Linked DNA regions of Danio rerio: region 1 is linked to region 2. Evidence: chromatin contacts called from public Micro-C data. All regions are on one chromosome and are shown on one strand. Each heading gives the region's core, a stretch centred on a gene start, on an enhancer-like site or on the middle of the called end of the contact. The rest is flanking DNA. Distances are from core to core; before and after follow the strand shown. Region 1 overlaps LOC141376319 (a long non-coding RNA gene). Region 2 has its middle 8.6 kb from the start of ugcg.

Region 1 (6,350 bases), core at 548-3,047, 110 kb before region 2:
TTGCAGCTGGAAGGGCATCCACTGCGTAAAACCTATGCTGGATAAGTTGGCAGTTCATTCTGCTATAGCGATCCCAGATTAATAAAGGAACTAAGCAGAAAAGAAAATGAATGAATGAACAAATTGCATTTGTGAATGCTATTGAATGCTAATGAATAAGTAAAGAAACAGAATATGACGGCATATGGTAGTGTGGTGGACAACACTGAAAACCATCTAAATATTCTTATAAGACACACTAAGTTTAAATGGTAAATTAATATTCAAAAATGGCCACAACAACAATATTACGCATGTTCATTATCATGATATATTACTGAATATTGCCACATCTACTCTGCACATTAAAGTATAATAGTTGAAACTGGTTTGAAAACCAAATCAAATCATGCATTGTTTACTTACTGTGGTGTTGTTCTAATTGCCAGTCAAGCACTTCATTGAAACAAAAAACAAAATGTTATTAAAGATCTATGTAATGGCAATGATCAGCAAAAGAAGACAAACAGGAATCAAAGACAATATATTCCAAATGTATTTCACACACCTTCTGGAGGACTAGGTTTGATGAAAAAAATCTATAAATAAATTAATAAAATGCATTAATTAAAATAAAAATAGGTTTGCATTCATGTGACTATTAGTGTTTTTTTATTCAAAAGTTGCTTCTTTGCTTTTTCTGCATAAGTTCAGTCTAAAACTAAAATGTGATGCTTAAGTAATCCACCAAATAAATAATAAAATTAAAAAAAAAAAAAAATTGGAAACTGGTAACCGTTTACTTCCATATGATTTGTTTTTATACTATTTTGGGTGACGCGGTGGCGCAGCAGGTAGTGCTGTCGCCTTGCAGCAAAAAGGTCGCTGTTTCGAGACTCAGCTGTGTCTGTTGGCATTTCTGTGTGGAGTTTGCATGTTCTCCCCATGTTCACATGGGTTTCCTCCAGGTGCTCCAGTTTTACCCCTCAAGTCCATAATGTATGTGTGGGAATGAGAGTGTATGAGTGTTTCCCAGTGATGGATTGCAGCTGAAAAAAGGAATTAACTGCGTAAAACGTGCTGCATAAGTTGGCGGTTCATTCCGCTGTGACGATCCCAGATTAATAAAGGGACTAAGCTGGAAAATAAAATGAACAAATCAATGAACTGTGGAAGTCAAGGGTTACCGGTTTGTAACATTTTTCTAAATTTCTTCTCTTTTTGATCAACAGAAAAAAACGAAACTCTTGAAGGTGAGTAAACTTTAATTTTTGGTTGAACTGCCCTTTAAGTCTCATGAATGCACAGTTACTGCACAAATCAAACAATTAAAGTACGAGTTCACCCTAAAAATTTAATTTACAATTACCTCAGGCCATCCAAATTTAATTAATTTCTTCAGTAGGACATTAAAGAAGATTTTAATGCCTTGTGATTCTTATAATCAAAGTCTTCTGGCAACTTGAGTCAAAGTAACATATACAAGGATACACAATTAATTCCTGTGGCTCCTGTCTACATGCTTATAAAGTAAAAATAAATAAATACATTAAATTTAGATTTGAACACTTTACAACATGCCATATAAAACCATATTCTTTAATACTTTTAAAAAAGAAATCTTAATGCTTTTGCAGAGAATTTAAAAAGGCATTACGCCAGGGTGTGTATAGAATGATGTAATTTTCATTTGAGTGAACTATCCCTTTAAGCTAAGGCATTTAGCAAAACAGCTTACCAAAGTAATTAATAGTTGGTGAACCTGTCATTTGGAACACAACCCAAGAAGGAAGCACATTATTATCTCCTGATGTAACCTTGTTTACTTCCTTATAGCAAAATAGCCTTTGTGATCAGGAAGTAGACTAATGTTGTATTAGGGGCTATTATAAGGCAGAGAATGCAAATGAATAAGTAAACAAACACGAAATATGATGACCTGATAAATGCTAATTTTGGATGCTAATCTTTGTAAGAACATATTAGCAACAAACATATTTCACTGTCAAATAACTGAAGTAATATAAGCAGCAAACTGATTTTAGGCTGACATTTTCACAAAAACAATGAGTCTAAAATAAAATAAACATACTTTACAGTGCAAGATGAAAGCAATTGTAATTTTGGATTTGCAAAATATTATATGTAGCATTGTTTAGCATAAAAGCTACTGTTCCCTGTTAAAGAAGCCATGATGGTATTTGTAATGGTTTTACACACTCACCTGTCACTTTAGGTACACCTGTTTAACTGCTTGCTAATGCAAATTTCTAATCAGCCAATCACATGGCAGCAACTAAATGCATGTAGGCAGGCCTGGACAAGATCTGCTGCAGTTCCAACCGAGCATCAGAATAGGCAAGAAAGGTGATTTGAGTGAACAGAACGTGGCATGGTTGTTGGTGCCCGACGGGCTGGTCTGAGTATTTCAGAAAACTGCAGATCTACTGGGATTTTCGTGCACAACCAATTCTAGGGTTTACAGACAATAACACGAAAAAGAAAAAATATCCAGTGAGCAGCAGATCTGTGGGCGGAGGAGAATGACCATAGTCTTCTGCTGTGACATTCAAATGGCAGGATCAGAATTTGGCGTCAACAATTTGAAAGCATAAATCCATCCTGTTTTGTATCAACGATTCACATTTTGGGCCCATTAGTACCAGCTGATGCCACAGCCTACCTGAGTATTGTTGCTGACCATGCTCGTCCCTTTATGACCACAGTGTACACATCTTCTGATGGCTACTTCCAGCAAGATAACGCGTCACGTCATAAAGCATGAATCATCTCAGACTGGTTTCTTGAACATGACAATGAGTTCACTGTACTCAAATGGCCTCCAGAGTCCCCAGGTCTCAATCCAATAAAGCACCTTTGGGATGTGGCAGAACGGGAGATTCAGATCATGGATGTGCAGCCGACAAATCTGCAGCAACTGCGTGATACTATCATGTCAATATGAACCAAAATCCATGAGGAATATTTCCAGTACCTTATTGAATCTATGCCACGAATGATTAATGCAGTTCTGAAGGCAAAAGGTATACTTACCTAATAAAGTGTGTACCCAATAAAGTGGCCAGTGGGTGTTTGTTGTAATGTAAATTATATTGGTTTTATAGGAAGGCAAAAGCTAATACCCAGACAGCACACATACGTTGGGCCGACGTCGTGCCGATTTTCAAAATTCCATCGGTGCGATGTCGCTCAGGGAGCGTTTGCTAATTGGCAAAATGTCGCCGCGACGTCGGCAAATGATCGGAAACGCTGTCCGGCCGATGTTAGGACGACGCAACCGGAAATACCGGCCGCGCCGCGGAGGCGCTGTTCTCAGGCGTTTTGCTCATACTTATGGACCACTAGATGCAGCAGCTGCTTATTTATAATAAACACGACACACCACTCTCAATAACAGTTGAAGATTTATTAATATTTTCACAAACATACAAATAGATTAACATACTTTTATCACACATAACCATGTTTTACCACGTTTAAAACAAAAACAACAAGTTGTACTATAACCATGGCTAAGCTACTGTGCAATAAAGATTTTAAATACAAAGTTCATTGCAGCATTTATATTAAGACCATAGGAATATTTACAAGTACTTCAAAACATGTACACTAAGGGTGACTATAGTTTACTACAGTAAAAACACAAATAACTTGTGTAAGCACATGTTATAATGCTTATAATTTCTTAAATAGTGTTAAAGAAAATGCATGTTTCCAAGACTATAATTTTAAAATACAAGATAATTCCAGTCATGTGTTCAGTATCCAAAAGACTTTCTTCAGGGAGATACAATAATAAAAGAGTACACAAACACAAAATAAATACCAAGCAAACAATATTTACAGTAGTAAATAAAATCATACAAATTAAAGTAATTGTCTGATAAAATCTTATTAAAGTCTGTAGTACAATTTTTTTTTATAAATGGCATTCAACAATTTGCAATCTCCTCTGAACTAATAACACATCAATAATAAAAAATAACAATACTTTCTCAGAGATAACCAGTTTTTTTAAGCAAACTCTAATGCACGACACAAAACAGATTTTGTCATTATATATATATATATATATATAATCCCTTAATTTCTGTTTAACGGAAATATTTTTTAACACATTTCTAATCACAATAGTTTTAATAACTCGTTTCTAATAACTGAGTAAATAATATTTGACTAGATATTCTTCAAGACACTTCTATACAGCTTAAAGTGACATTTAGAGGCTTAACTAGGCAGGTTAGGGTAATTAGGCAAGTTATTGTATATCGATGGTTTGTTCTGTAGACAGTCGAAAAAAATTGCTTAAAGAGGCTGATAATATTGACCTTAAAATGTTTTTTTTTTTTTAATTCAAAACTAAAATATAAATAAAAGAAATAAGACTTTCTCCAGAAGAAAACACAACATTTTCTTGCTCTGACCTATATATATATATATATATATATATATATATATATATATATATATATATATATATATATATATAAAAACTGGTTGTAAATTGTGTACAATGTTCCAAGAAAACAGATAAAATTAAAAGATATAACCTGTCATTTAGTTTTGTTTTATCTTGTGGAATGTTGCTTACACATAAAAGGGGATATATAGGTGGAATAAAAAGTGTGTCGCCATCCTCTAAATTGTTCTTGTATGTTGTCTTCATCTTTAGTCTTCACAAGTGAGGCTGGCCCAAACCAGGACTGTAGTAGCCAAATCTAATCCTTGTAGTGGGAACCCTTAAATAAAGCAAGAAACCAAAAGGAGAAAGATTAGCATTGCAGCAGTTCATATTACCACAAATATATATTATTTGTTTCATGACATATAACTGGAGTATGTGTTATGCAAGTGCCTAGCTAAAATGTGTAATTTAATTTAAACTTAAAGAGTGTGTCTGAGCACTAATTTTCAGAAAAGCCATTTGAAAGTTAAATTCCTTGTGAAATCATAATGAATTTTTTTTGGTTTTTAGTATCATTGTGTTAGTATAAATGTGTATCTAAATATATGTCTAATCTTCAGATACCACATTACATTATTATTATATTTAAAAAAACAGCTTGAGGAGAGAATCAGTACATTGGAATACTATTTTTTTCAGAAGGATCATGTGACACTATTAATTATATACATTGTATTAAATTCACAGTAGTACTGCTTGACTGTATTAATTAAATAAAGCTGACACTATCAGAAGAGAATTTACCATACCAACCTAAAAGCTATGAAACAGTAGTGTATGTTTAAGATGTTACTTACTAGTCCTATTGTACTTTGGAGAGGTTTTCTGACAGGAGGATCCCTTAAACTCAGCAGAATTCTCAGCAGACCATCAGCGTACACCAATCTAAGAATAAAATAAGCAATTTGTTAAAAACCAAAAAAATATATATTTTATATTTCCAGGTTCATAGGAAAGAAGAAAGTTAAAGCAGATTTAAAATGTAGAAATTGACAATTGACAATTTAATGGCACAACATACCCCAAACAAAGCACGCTCAAATGGTTAATTTACATAAATGACAACTGCTGCTCATTATACCAATATTAACTGTTAAGGATTCATTTTCTTTTGGGCTTATTCCCTTTATTAATCTGGGGTCGCCACAGCGGAATGAAAGGCCAACTTATCCAGCATATGTTTAACGCAGCGGATGCCCTTCCAGCTGCAACCAATACACACTCATTCACACACACTTATACACTATGGTCAATTTTAGCATACCCAATTCACCTATGTCTTTGGACTTGGGAAAACCGGAGCACCCGGAGGAAACCCACGCCAACACGGGGAGAGCATGCAAACTTCACACAAAAACGCCAACTGACCCAGCCGAAGCTCGAAGCAGCGACCTTCTTGCTGTGAGGCAAACGTGTTACCCTCTGCGCCACCGTGCTGCCCTGTTAAGGAATCAGATTAATATAAATGAATTGACATGTTTATTCAGTGTCTGACACATTAAATATTGCATTTTTAAATATTGTTTCATTTTAAGATTTATTTCAGAATAACTATAGAACCTGGATATATCGTCACATTTTCATGCACAGCAGCATTTCCAAGAACAAAGAAAAACAGAATATAGGACAACTGAAAAAAAAATAAAAAAAAACTCTGACTGAATGCTTTAACTAACTGGCTAGGAATGGGCAGGTATAAGATTCTGAGGGTATAATCTTAGATAAAAATATCACAGTTTCACAGTATTGTGATTACTGCTCTGAAATGTGTTTTTTTTTATCTCTGTAAAAAAAAACAGCTACTTTTTCCCCATTGAACACAATATGTTTTATTTTAAGAAACATTTAAAATATTTTGTAACAGTAAACATGCCAGGCTAAATAA
Region 2 (6,347 bases), core at 2,144-4,643:
ACAATATACCTACACAAAGTTCTGTCCAAACAGCTTACAAAAGATGATTTTCATCATGGGTCTTCTTTAAAACAGTGTAGGTTAGTGTACAATGTTTTATATGTATTTTAAAATCATTTGACAAATAAGATTTTTTGAAAGTAACACGACAGTTACTTTCCCTGGTAGGTAACTCAGTTACTAACTCAGTTGATTTTTAAACTGTTTTCATTCTAGCCAAAATAAAACAAATAAGACTTCTCCAGAAGAACAAAATTTATAGTAAATACTGTGAAAATTTCCTTCCTCTGTTAAAAATCGTTTAGAAAATATTTAAAAAAGAAAAAATATTTACAGGAGTTATGTGTATTTCCAGTCTGTTATGTTAGTATTACAACTTAAAATTACATGTAATCATTACATTTAATTTACTGTAGTTTTTATTTGACCTGTTTCAGTGTTTCAATTTTAGTTAACAGTAATAAGCATGATGACCACATTATCTGTAATCTGAATGTACTGAATAGTCAAATTATTATCATCTATAAAGTTATGCATTGCATTTCTTGGGAACTGCACAACATCGACTAATGTTACTGTACGTGCCAAGCTGTGGATTCTCTGTGATTGCCCTATTCAGTAAACAGATCGCCTGCGGTATGAGTGATTCTCTGTACTCTCATTAGAGCTTTGAGGAACAAGTATCTGACGCAAGAGAAGAAATGTCTGGATGTGCTGGAAGAGGACATGTGAGCTGTTCTGTATAATGTCTTGTCCAGAGAATGAGAGGAGACTTTGTAGAGCCAATTCTGTGATTTCAGAGTAGGATTTTACAAATGTTTGAAGGCGGTTCCGGCTTTTGTGTGTGGGAGACCAGCAGGCGATGTAGAAACTAAGAACATTTTTAATATGGAAGCTGAAGGAAGTGCATAAGATGCTTGTCTGAGGGGCAAATATGTTCCGATTTCATAGGAAGTATTGTTGGTGCGCTTTTTAAATTATAGTTTGATTTCATAAAACTTTAAACACAAATTTAAGCTCTTGAACTCTTTAAAAACATGAAAAAAAAGCAAATACATTGATTTGAAGAGCCTTAGACATTATTCCAGGTCTTTAAAAAAAGTCATTTAAAGCCCTGATTTCTATAACAGATTACCTTGGTACACAAGTAGATGGCAATTATTTGTGTGTCACTAAATGATTCCCTTTACTGACCCATTTAAAATGCTGATTCATTTAACAAATGACATTGTTATGCCACTACATGTCAAAAATGCATGAGTCACTGAATTATTCACTTTAAAGTAATAATTAATAATACAACAGAGTACAGAGTGAACAGCTGAATTATTCACTTGACTTATCAACCAATTCGTTTAAAGCTCTGGTTTGCAAAACAGATTACATTAATACGTCAGTATGTAACAACGTATGTGTCATCATATAATTCACTCAATATGTTTGTTTTAAACACAGTCAAACAACAGATTACATATGCGCACCAGTAGATGGTGCTGTGTGAATTGCTAAATGATTCAATTTACTGATTCTTTATAGTACCGATTCATGCAACAAATTAAATTGTGAGCCGAGTAGATGGCGACAATGCATAAGTCACTGAATTATTCACATAACTGATTTATTTAAAGCACTGATTCATAAAACAGATTACATCGTTACACTTGTAGGTGATCTCATTATGTGAGTCACTGAGTTTGCCACTTTACTGATTTATTTAAAGCATTGATACATACAACAGATTACATTGATTACATTACACATTGATTACATTACACATTGATTACATTACACAGATTACATGTTTTGCCTGTAGGTGTTGACTATGTGTGAATCACTAAACTATTCACTGATTGTTTTAACAGTGATTGAATTAAAATCACCAATTATTCACTTAACTAATTCTTTTGAAGCAAAGATTCATGTGAGCGATTACTTTAAAATGCCAGTGGGGGATGACAGTGAACTAGTCAGGGAAATATTCAATTCATTCATTCAAAACACTGATTTATACAACAGAATGTATCTTTAAAGCATTCTTAAATCACTTAAGTATATACTTAACTGATTGTTTAAACACTGATTGAATCATTTATCACTAAATTATTCACTTAACCGATTGTTTAAACATTGATTGAATTATAAATTACTGAATTATTAACTTAACCAATTGTTTAAACATTGATTGAATTATTAATCACTGAATTATTCACTTAACCAATTGTTTAAACCTTAATTGAATCATTAATCACTGAATTATTCACTTAACCTATCGTTTAAACCTTCATTGATTCCTTAATCACTGATAGGGGTTGGTACTAAACTTTGCAAGACACTGACCCTCCAGGACCGAGTTTTACACCCCTGATTTAAAGCATTGATTCCTACAAAAGATCACATAGTTTTGACTATAGGTGGCGACAATGTGTGAATCACTGAATTATTCAATTAACTGATTGTTTAAGCACTGATTGAATAATTAATCACTGAATTATTCACCTAACTGATTCCTTTGAAGCTCAGATTATTGCAAGATTTTATATTAATATGCCAACATAGGATGACAACGTACATGTCACTGAAATATTTAGTTAATTCATTCATTTAAAGCACGGATTTATACAACAGCATGTCGACGCCATTAGGCGGCGTCAGTGTGTGAGTCGTTGAATTATTCACCCAATATATTCGTTTAAAGTACTGATTCATATATTTCTTCACCAGTAGATGGCAATATCGATGACAATAGATCATTATCGACCCCTTTAGAGTACTGATTCATTCAACAGATTATATTGTTATGGTAGCAGATGGCGGCAATGTCTGAGTCGCTGAATTATTCACTTAACTGATTCGTTTAAAGCACTGAATTATATTACTTATTCATTCAAACAACTAATTTGTACAACAAATGCAGATGCATTGTACACAGCAAGTTTTGATGTGGTCATGTTTACCACTGCTCACCATAATTGCAGAATTTTAACGATTCGAGAAAGTGACATCGAATCAACACATTATTAAAGGGATAAGAAGATGGAAGCATTGCGATACAAAACAAGTGCTGAGTTGCTGAGAACTTCCTGTTTCTTTGCTGCCTTGTAGATGATGACATTTTTTATTGACTGTTTCCTCCTTAATTTAATTTCTTTTAATTTCATGTGACAGGAAAAAATATGTTTTTTATCATTTTATTATTAAAATCCTTTTTTTTAATATGTTTCATTCCTTTGATGGAATGAAAAAAGAACTGTGATTGTGATTTAAGCACAACTGTACTTGAAGTCCTCATTCAAATATCATCTTACCTTCTCACAAAAAGAGGTGTGGAGGTCAGAATAAGGACTCACTGTATAAATTAGTTTCATCAGGATGTGTCAGTGGAAATATGCCGTCATGTACTCTTGTGATGTGTCTCGAAGTGTTGTGATGACATCATTACCAGGAACCGTGTCAAGTGTTAAAACCAAACAAAGGGATAATGAACACTATGAATGACATTGTGAAATACCAAAACAGTCATTGCACTTCACAGCCAGGTTTCAGCCTTTAAAGAGAACTCCATGTTGTGGCAAAAGGCTTTTTTACAAGTCACCGACAGTCACAGTTAAAATTGAACATTTTAGAATCCATTTAGTCAGGGTCTTGCACTTTTAACTTAGCTTAGCATAGATCATTGAAACAGATTAGACCATTAGCATCTCACTCAAAAAAATAAAATAAAAACTTTTGATAATTTTTCTATTAAAGATTGACTCTTTTGTAGATTCATTTTGTACTAAGGCTGAAGGAAAAAGAAAAGTTGCTGTTTTCTAAGCAGATATGACTAGGAATACTATCATTTTGGCGTAATAATCAAGGAACTTTACAGCTGTACCATGGCTGCAGAAGGCGCAATGATCTTACACAGCGTTGTCACCTAGAGACTAACTAGAGACTTATGTTAAAAGGGACAGGATTAAACACGATAATTAGACAAAAAAAATAAATAAATAAAAAAAACTCGTTATTGGTCTATTTTTTTTAAAAATGGTAGAGAGGTCATGTTTTGGTCTTCGATAGGTCTCACGCAGTCATGTGATATGATTTCGCAGGTCAGAGTTCACCAAGCTTGAACTTTGCAACGCAACAAACTGCAAAACTTATTGCATAAGCTTGCCTTGCCAGTCTGACGCATTTGCACGCATATGAATGGAAGTCTATGTAGAGAAAAGTGCAGTGTGACCACGGCTTCACCTGGAGACTATTTTTGGGTTTTGCAAATTATCAATGAGTAGGTTTACATTGACATCAATAATCTGGTTTTAATGTGATCAAGACAATACTCTAATTAAGAGTCTACCATGTAAACTGCGATTTATGATTACCTTAATCTGAACTAAGCAGAAATTAAATTAAGACATGTGAAGTGTGCTTAATTTAGTTGCATTGTTAAAGTGCAGTACAGACATGTAAACACCTTAATCAAACTATTACAGTAGTGTAGGATTTTCACTGCATTTTGTGACAGGGTATTTCATACACACACCGCTGTTTGACACTATTCTCTGCACCACCGAATCAGTAAAGGACCACATACATCTACATTGTGTAATGCGGAGTGTTGTTTTTTTTCCATCCGGCTGTATCAAATTCCAATTAAACAACACTCTTCCACCAGTTCTTTCATACGCACATCCAATATCTCGTTTATCATGCATGAAATGTTCCTGAATGAAAGTAAAAGTGCCAAACCACATTTAAAGTCGACAAATTAAAAAGGAAACTCCTGAAATTACATGAAACTCCAGAGAAAATTTGGATAGTGTGATGACTCAACCATGTGAATTGATCTATGTGCTTATAACATGTAAAATGGGATCATGAAAGAAACATTCAAAAGCAACTCATGTAAACACCCTAAACATATTATTGTCTTATTCAGATTAAGGTAAATAATTCGATTACTGCTGTCCATGTAAACAGTCATTGGGTCTGCTTCAGCTATGGTACAGCAGCAGAGTTCCTTGATTATTATGCCAGAATGAGAATATAGTTCCTATATCGACCTAGGAAATAGGAACTCTTCATTTTCCATCTGTCTTCGAAACTTTTCACAAGAAGTAACTAAAAAAAGAGTCAAGCTTTAAATAGGAAAAACTTATTTTTGGAGCAAATTGCTAATGATCTAATCCGATTCAATGAATAATGCTAAGCTAAGCTAAAAGTGCTCTTGCCAGACTCGAAAATCAGCTAAATAGATTAAAAAGTTTAAAACTCAAACTTTATAGATCTTGTTGAATAGGCTTGTTTAAAAAAATTAAAAAGAAGTGATCTTTTAGGATTTTGTCATTTCTGATTATTTCATTTCTAATATATGGGGCAGACTGAAGATAGCTGCGACACAGGTCAGTTGTATCGCTTCCAATCTCTCCAATCAGGAGCTAGCTACAATTCAATTGACACATAGATTAGTCTCAGATTAATTCATGTATTTAAACTCATCAAAGTTAAATGATGTGTCTGTTTTGATATTTTTTTATAGCAGATTGTTGGTCCTAATGTTTTAGCTGTTAGCTGTAAGGTGCACAAGTTCATGGCAGGACTCTGAGACAGTTGTAACAAAACTCTGTTATCTGAAACAATTAAGCAAGTTTATTTGGAATTATTCATTCATTCATTTTTTTTTGTCGCTTAGTCCCTTTATTAATCCGGGGTTGCCCCAGCGGAATGAATCGCAAACTTATCCAGCACGTTTTAGCGCAGCAGATGCCCTTCCAGCCACAACCCATCTCTGGGAAACATCCACACACACTTATTCACACACACACACACACACACACACACACACACACACACACACACACACACACACACACACACACACACACACATACCATATTGACAATTTAGCCAACCCAATTCAACGGTACCGCATGTCTGGACGGTGGGGGAAACCGGATCACCCGGAGGAAACCCATGCGAACGCAGGGAGAACATGCAAACTCCACACAGAAACGCCAACTGAGACAAGGCTCGAACCAGCGAACCAGCAACCTTCTTGCTGTGAGGCGACAGCACTACCTACTGCGCCACTGGATTGCCCTATTTGGATTTATGTGTTTTAATTTCAGTCTTTTTAAAAAATATATACCTCAAAGCCAAAAGACGTTTCGGTTACGTTTGACCTGTCCTCTTTGGGCCCATGAAGCCTGCACACACAAATAGTGTTCAATTGTTGAAGCTGATGCACATGTACATTATATCAATGAACTCACGTTATACTTAAGGGTGCCTCGACCGATAAAGAGAATGTTACATCTGATTCTGCAGATGGAAGTCAATGTTACATTTGACTTTAATGGAAATTA

The links. A called contact is a pair of places that touch in the nucleus more often than the background predicts.
Region 1: a contact with region 2 is called in a Micro-C map of caudal fin, with 8 times the contacts expected there. The contact joins two enhancer-like sites. A contact is called at or near these places in 3 of 18 Hi-C or Micro-C datasets (caudal fin, hematopoietic stem cells and skeletal muscle) and 1 of 4 datasets of contacts at active chromatin or transcription factors (caudal fin).

The regions. Positions count from the first base shown.
Region 1 is chr10:11,787,723-11,794,072 of GRCz12tu, reverse strand. LOC141376319 (a long non-coding RNA gene) reads right to left here. Exons shown (of 12, transcript XR_012386159.1): 10 at 5,739-5,905; 11 at 5,263-5,350; 12 at 4,539-4,739. Among named protein-coding and RNA genes, the nearest start is that of ugcg, 95 kb to the right of the region's middle. Within about 2 kb of position 1,797, at least 2 of the 62 cell types and tissues checked have an H3K27ac peak or open chromatin away from gene starts, as enhancers often do. A contact at or near this core is called in caudal fin, where this site is marked.
Region 2 is chr10:11,684,152-11,690,498 of GRCz12tu, reverse strand. No RefSeq gene overlaps it. Among named protein-coding and RNA genes, the nearest start is that of ugcg, 8.6 kb to the left of the region's middle. Within about 2 kb of position 3,393, at least 6 of the 62 cell types and tissues checked have an H3K27ac peak or open chromatin away from gene starts, as enhancers often do. A contact at or near this core is called in caudal fin, where this site is marked.